Regions from separate parts of the Sus scrofa genome. Here region 1 is linked to region 2. A link is a contact called in public Hi-C data. All regions are on one chromosome and are shown on one strand. Each heading gives the region's core, a stretch centred on a gene start, on an enhancer-like site or on the middle of the called end of the contact. The rest is flanking DNA. Distances are from core to core; before and after follow the strand shown.

What was found. A called contact is a pair of places that touch in the nucleus more often than the background predicts.
Region 1: a contact with region 2 is called in a Hi-C map of retroperitoneal adipose tissue, with 1.5 times the contacts expected there. The contact joins two enhancer-like sites. A contact is called at or near these places in 1 of 5 promoter capture datasets (liver), 6 of 47 Hi-C or Micro-C datasets (embryonic fibroblasts, fetal heart ventricle, heart right ventricle and 2 more) and 1 of 2 datasets of contacts at active chromatin or transcription factors (skeletal muscle).

Annotation. Positions count from the first base shown.
Region 1 is chr9:10,799,026-10,802,351 of Sscrofa11.1, reverse strand. LRRC32 (leucine-rich repeat-containing protein 32) reads left to right here. Exons shown (of 3, transcript XM_003129671.4): 3 at 1-124. Among named protein-coding and RNA genes, the nearest start is that of LRRC32, 15 kb to the left of the region's middle. Within about 2 kb of position 1,806, at least 23 of the 83 cell types and tissues checked have an H3K27ac peak or open chromatin away from gene starts, as enhancers often do. A contact at or near this core is called in liver and retroperitoneal adipose tissue, where this site is marked.
Region 2 is chr9:10,757,351-10,760,587 of Sscrofa11.1, reverse strand. No RefSeq gene overlaps it. Among named protein-coding and RNA genes, the nearest start is that of LRRC32, 57 kb to the left of the region's middle. Within about 2 kb of position 1,822, at least 24 of the 83 cell types and tissues checked have an H3K27ac peak or open chromatin away from gene starts, as enhancers often do. A contact at or near this core is called in liver and retroperitoneal adipose tissue, where this site is marked.

The DNA of each region.
Region 1 (3,326 bases), core at 557-3,056, 42 kb before region 2:
CTGCCCCGGGCCTGATCTTGGAAAACACTACACGATGCTGCTGTCACCTCCCAGGAGCCAGGCCTCGGGAGCAGCTCTTTGTATAACCCACATGAATGTATTAAAAAAGGATTTTGGAGAACCCGTGCAGGCTGCCAGCCTCTTCCTCGCAGTGGGTAGTTGGCATCATGGCGTCCGTTGAACCCCCCGCTCCTCCACGGTCCTTCTGGCATCTGAGGCCTCATGCAGACCCCTGCCTGAGGGGGGGACAGGCTGAGGACCACTGGGTGGGGGGCTGAGGCTCTGGGGCATCACCACCCTGGACCTTGGCCCCTCAGCCCCTGGCATGTCCCCTGCCACACCTCTGTCCCCTCACCCTCCGCGAGCCCCACCCCCCTGAGAAGGTGGCGGCTTCCAGCAGGAAGCCCGTCGTCGGCCTTCCCTCCTCTGACCCGGCTTCCGCTGGCCCCGCTCGGGGGCAGCGCTGTCTCCCTCCCCCGGGGCCTTGGCCGCCCTCTCTCGTCCTCACTCGCCGCTCCCTCAGCCCCTCCTCCTCTCTGTTGGCCTCTTCCTCTCAGGCTTCAGCTGTGCCCAAGGCTCACCCATCTTCAGAACCATAAGAAGACCCCTAAACCACTTTCTGCTCTCCTTTTCCTACTTCCCGAATCAGCTTCTGGTACAGTAGCTTCCCCTGCGCCCCCTCCAGCCTCACACACCCCGGGCTGCCTCCAACCCCCACTTCCACCTTGTTCCCTGGTGCCCTGGCTGAGGCCCTCAGCCTCCTTGACTCTCCGCTGCAGCGCCCCTCGCCTCTGTCCTCCCCGTCACCCCCAACCCCTGGACACACTCCTGGCGTCTAGGACCCCAGAGGCCTTCCTCCCGGGCCACTTCTTTTCAGGCTCTGCGGTGTGCTCCTCTTCCTCGGGCCATCTGCATGGAGACGCCAGGACTCTTCTCCCAGGAAGGTCATTGCCCTCAGCGTTGTAGCCACCCCGCTGCTCTGACGACACCCACATCCCTGTCTTCAGCCCCAGCCCCTCCTGAGCATGCTGCCCTGATACCCCGACCCCCAGAGGCCTCCCCAGCTAGACAGTTGCCCATCTCCCAGGGACTGGAGGACCGAGAATGAGCAGCCAGGCTGCAGTTCAAGGTTGAACTTGGAAGAGCCAGGAGGAGCCAGAAGAAGAGCGTTCCTGGTTCCTGGAAGGGAGCTGGAGGGCAAGGGTGGGCTGTGGGGCCTGGGGGAGGGGCGTCCCCGGCTCTCCCACTTTGCAGCCCCTGTCCTTGTCTTCAGGTGGCCCCATCTCCTCTTCTCAGCTGCCTGACCCCCAGACACTCCCCCTTGGTAGGTGCCAGCCTGCTTTTTTCTGCCTCCTCTCGTGCAAGCTCCAGCTCGGCCTCCCTCACCCCCAAGGATCCTGGCGGTCCCTCCAGCCCAGCTTCTTCCCTGGGCTGTGACCCCTCACCTCCCCGTTCCTGCTCCCGTCGGAAGGAAGCGTGAACTGCCTAGTCCATGGGTGGGGCTGGGGTGGAGAGGGCAGATGGCTTGATGCCCTGACACATAGTAGGTGCTCCATGAAGGCCTTAAGAAAGTCACTAGTATGGGCTGCGCTCAGCTTAGGACTCTGCCGGTGGGCCTCCAACCCTGCCGGGAGCCCACCCAGCCGTGACCCCTCTTCCTGGCAAACAGGGGAGTTTGCTCGCCCCCGGCCAAGACCTCCAGCAAGGCAGAAATTCCTGTTTTCGGCCGAACATAGACACAGCTGCCCACTAGGTCATCAGAGCATCCGGTAAGTTCCAGGGAGAGAGGAGGCCCTCGCCCAGCCCCCGTCACAGACGGACTGCAGTGCCAGGTCTCCCGGCTCCCTTGATCCAGTGAGCTGCTCCGGCCCTCCACGAGGACCAGGGCCCAGCAGAAGCCAAGCTCGCAGGCCTGGCAAGAGAGGAAGAAGCCGGCAGCCATGGCCGGCCGCTGCCTCCCCCTCTCTGTCCCCTGTGCTAGCATATCCCCTGGGACCCAGGGTCTCCCTTCTGCTTTCTGGGTCCCTGTCATCTAGCAGCTCACAAGGCCCTGCAAGTCTGGGTCCCCACGGCCCTCCAGCGCCATCCCGTCTGGCCACCTCCCACCTCTCACTCAAACTGATGATCACTGAGCATTTCCGGGGGGGCCCTGCACGGACCACTTGGTGTACATAGTCTTAGATAATTCCACTAGCCTTTAGAGAGACCCTCATTTTATTATTAATATTTTTTTCTTTTCGTGGCCACACACACATATGGAAGTTCCTGGGCTAGGAGTCTGATCGGAGCTGCGGCTGCCAGCCTACGCCACAGCCATGGCAATGCCAGATCCAAGCTGCATCTGTGACCTACGCCGCAGCTCATAGCAACACTGGATCTTTAACCCACCAAGCAAGGCCAGGGATCGAACGCGCGTCCTCACGAGCCACAGCAGGAACTCCCATCATCTTCATTTTAGCGAAGCTGAGACTCAAGATTCCACGGCTGTAAGATGCCACAGTGGAGATTTGAACCCAGGTCTGCCTCCCTCCTCTTAACCATTAGGCAGTGATCTTAGGGACCATTAGGGAGCACCCCTCCTGATCTAGTGAACACCAGGCTCTCCCCGACCTCCTCTATTTGAAGTGTCTCACCCACCCTGATCCACCTGCCAAATGCCTTATTCAACCCCTGGCCTCATCGCCTCTGGGAAGACCGCCCTGATTGCCCTCCTCCAGCTGCCAGCGGCCTTGGGCTGCCCTGGGCCACAGTCCTGGGATGTCTGCCTGACCCACCACCAGGCTGGGAGCTCCTGGGGGGAGGTCCCACCGGATCCTTTCTGTGTTCCTGGGCCCGTGAACCAGCACTGAGGCAAGTTCGGAGACGTCTCCTGGATGGATGGTGCTGCCCTCCAGGACCTAAAGGCTTTGGGAGTAAGATCAGCTCTCAGACCAAGAATGAGGGCCAGGCTGTTCAGACAGACCCAAGGGACACAGGGGACTGCAGGGTGTGGGCTGCCCGGGGGAGAGGCCTCTCCTCTCCCCAGCCTCGTTCCCCTTCGTTCCTCTTGCCTCTGGGACCCCGCTCTCCCCCCACCCCCACCCTCTCTTCTGCATCTCCTGCCTTGGCCACCTCTCCCCCACCCCTCTCACTGGGAGCAGTCGGGGCTGTGGTGCTGAGAACGCAGAGGGGTGAAGGGAGGGAGGCCCGAGCTGTTTATAGGAACTGGAGCAGCTCCATCCATCAGCTCTGTTTGGAGCTGGAGACCAAGCATAATAAATACCTTGGCTCCTCCCCAGCTGTGCTTTCCCTGAACTTGGCCATTCGAACTCCAAATCTCTCTGGCC
Region 2 (3,237 bases), core at 573-3,072:
GGTGGAGGATGGGGGTGGGGGGGTTGGTGGAGGGGGGGTGGGGGTTGGTGGGCAGGGTGGGGGTGGGGGGATGGGGTTGGTGGGGGAACCAGACCTGGGAACACTTCCTGGAAGCAGTGGCTCAGAAGAAAGAAGGCGACTGCCCAGGTAGAGGGGACAGCTTGAGCAGGAGCAGGGCCGCGGGAAGCCACAGGACCCACAGCGATGGTGGCGGTTGGGATGTGAGATTCACGGCGGGAAGACCCAGAGGAGGGAGGGAGGAGGATGCTGCGGGGGCTCAGGTGGCGGTTCCGAGTCCCCCGCGGAGGCGGGACACTGACTGGGGCTCCGGGCTGCTTCTGGGAAGGGCTCCTGGATCTATTCTCAGAGCTCCCCAGGGACGGGGAGGGCCGAGTGATTCAGGTCGGATCGGCTGTTGACACGGCTTCCGGACACGCAAGTTGAGGGGCAGGTTCCTGGAGGGCGAGCCTTCCCACCCGCCACCCCCGCAGCCCCTCAACCCACAGGAGGGCCAAGGGAAGTGGGGTCGGACCCACGCCTGCATTATTCATCAAACAGCCTAAAAAAAGCCAACCAGAGACGCCGAGGGTAATAATGAAAATAACAATTCCTTAAACGTGATCAGAGGCAGGGGACCTCTCCCCGCCCAGTCCCCCCACCCCCCACCGTGAGGTCACTCCTCACCCTCCCTCCACCCCGGGAAACTGAGACTCGGGGAGGGAAGTGGCTCCAGGGGACCAGTCATTAGGAGACTGGGGGCCCCATCCCAGGGCATCTGTGTGCCTGGTGGAGGCGGGCTGGGCACAGCCGGAAAGGGACCTCTGCCTGGACACAGTAACCCAGAAGTCCCCCCAGTCTTGGGAGGGTGGAAGGGGGAGGGTGTGGCTGGACCCAGGGTCCCTCAGGATGTTCTCACAGGCCCCACAGTGGGCACAGCAACCTGCAACAGTGTGCGGGAGCCAGTAATGTGGCAGTGAGACCCGGATGGGTTGCGCAAAGCTTGGCAGGCGTGGAGTGGGGCGTGGAGGGGCGGGGTGAGGGAGGTGGGCTCTGAGCGGGTGAGGGGAGCAGGTGTCCTGGCATTCTGCCATCATACCACCGGGAGCCGAGGCCCAGGAGGAAAGGGATGGGGCAGCCCAGGCTGGATTAGGGTAGAGCAGCCCAGTCTGAAGGTACACCTTTGCCCTGGGGCTCTGAAGCAGAAAAACCCTGAGATGGGAGCATCCCAGTCCACACCGGCCTAAGCGCAGCAACTGCCAGGGTCGCTGCTTCAGGGACCCAGACTTATTGGGGTGCTGGTGACACCTCTGACATCCCGCCTCACTTGAGAGACAGGGACCCTCCCCCCGCACACCAAGGCAGGGCCTGGTTTGCTTGCTCTCTGAGCACAGTTGGTGAACGGACAGACTGTTTTTGTTTGTTTTTTTCACGGCCGTACCTGCGGCACATGGAAGTTCCCACACTCGGGGTCGAATCGGAGCTCCAGCTGCCGGCCTACCCCACAGCCACAGCAACGCCAGATCCAAGCTGCATCAGCTTTTGACAATGCTGGATCCTTAGCACACCGAGCAGGGCCAGGGTTGAATCTGCATCCTCGCAGAGACTGGGTCTGGTTCTTAACCTGCTGAGCCACAAAGGGAACTCCCAGACTGATTTTTGAACCCTTGATCCCTGTTGGACTCAGCTCTCTCCTTTGACCAGCTGCTTTGCCGGGGCCAGGCCAGACAATAGTTAGTTGCTGGACCACTCCCAGGCGTGGCCAGATGTGGCCTGCCAGGCCTTCCGGGGCCAGAGGGGACCTTCCCGCATGGCTCTGACTAACAGGACCCTGCATCTGTGTAGCCTCACAACAGAGCTGTTGCCAGGGTGACCTCCAGACTTGGTAGCCTGGGACCTGGGCCTTCGGCCACCTCACACTGGCTGCTGGCATGAGCCCTTACGGGGCAGCCATCCCTGGCTTGGCCAGGCTGTGCAGGACAATAAGACAGGGGACAGCCCTGTCTGGGCCTTTGGGGCTGAGCTGGCTCAGCTTGCAGGAAGAGCAGAGAGGAAGTCGAATCTTGGTTCCTCTCTCTCTTTCTCTCTCCCTACCCCACGGCCTTAGTCTTCGGATTTCTCCGGCAGGGACTCCACGTGGTCACCTCATTGCATAGACCAGGTCCCAGGGCAGCGGCGTGGGTGCCTCCAGAGCTCTCTCCGCCCTCGTCCCAGCCATTCCCATAGGCATCCTCCCCTCCCCACTCCACCCTGCCCTCAGCCCCAGGCCCAGCTCAGGCTCCCTCCTGAGCCCAGTCTAGGATCACCGCCGAGTCTCCTGTCTAGACTCTAGGAGGACCTCAAGTTCCCAAAGTGGCCTCAACAGCTCCCGCCCTTCCCTCCAGAATCCCTCCCTAGCTCCCCTGTCACTCTCCCGTCTGAAAAAGCAAAGTTCATGCACTTAACCAATGTATACATTTATTTGTAAAGTATAAGCATATGCCACCATGCAAATTTGTTGATAGGAGTTCCCTTTGTGGCTCAGCGGAAACAAATCTGGCTAGCATCCATGAGGACGCAGGTTCGATCCTTGGCCTCGCTCAGTGCATTAAAGGATTCAGGGTTGCCGAGAGCTGTGGTGTAGGTTGCAGAGTGGCTCGGATCAGTGTTGCTGTGGCTGTGGTGTAGGCTGGTGGCTACAGTTCCGCTTCGACCCCTAGGCTAGGAACTTCCATTTGCCATGGGTGAGGCCCTAAAAAACCTAATAATAATAATTATAAATTAAAAAAACTTCCCAGTTTAAAAAAATTATTGGATAAATTATAAAATAGATACCAAAAAATAGAAACTGAAAAAAGAATGAAAGAGGAGTAAATTAGTCATGTAAGCTTATATTTTCTTATTATTACTAAAAATTATGATTGTGTTTCATTTTTAATAAAATCTTGGGTTTTTTTTTTTTTTTTTTGCTTTGCTTTTTAGGGCCACTCGTGTGGCATATGAAGGTTCCCAGGCTAGGGGTCGCATTGGAGCTGAAGCTGTGGGCCTATACCACAGCCATAGCAACGCAGGATCCAAATCTTGTCTTGGCAACACTGGATCCTTAACCCACCCAGCGGGGCCAGGGATTGAACCCACATCCTCATGGATACTCGTCGGGTTCGCTTCCACTGAGCCTCAGCGGGAACTGTAAATCTTGGTTTAATGATGGTGTGTACTCATTGATTGAGAATCTAGTACAAAACTCCTTTTGTATTTTCA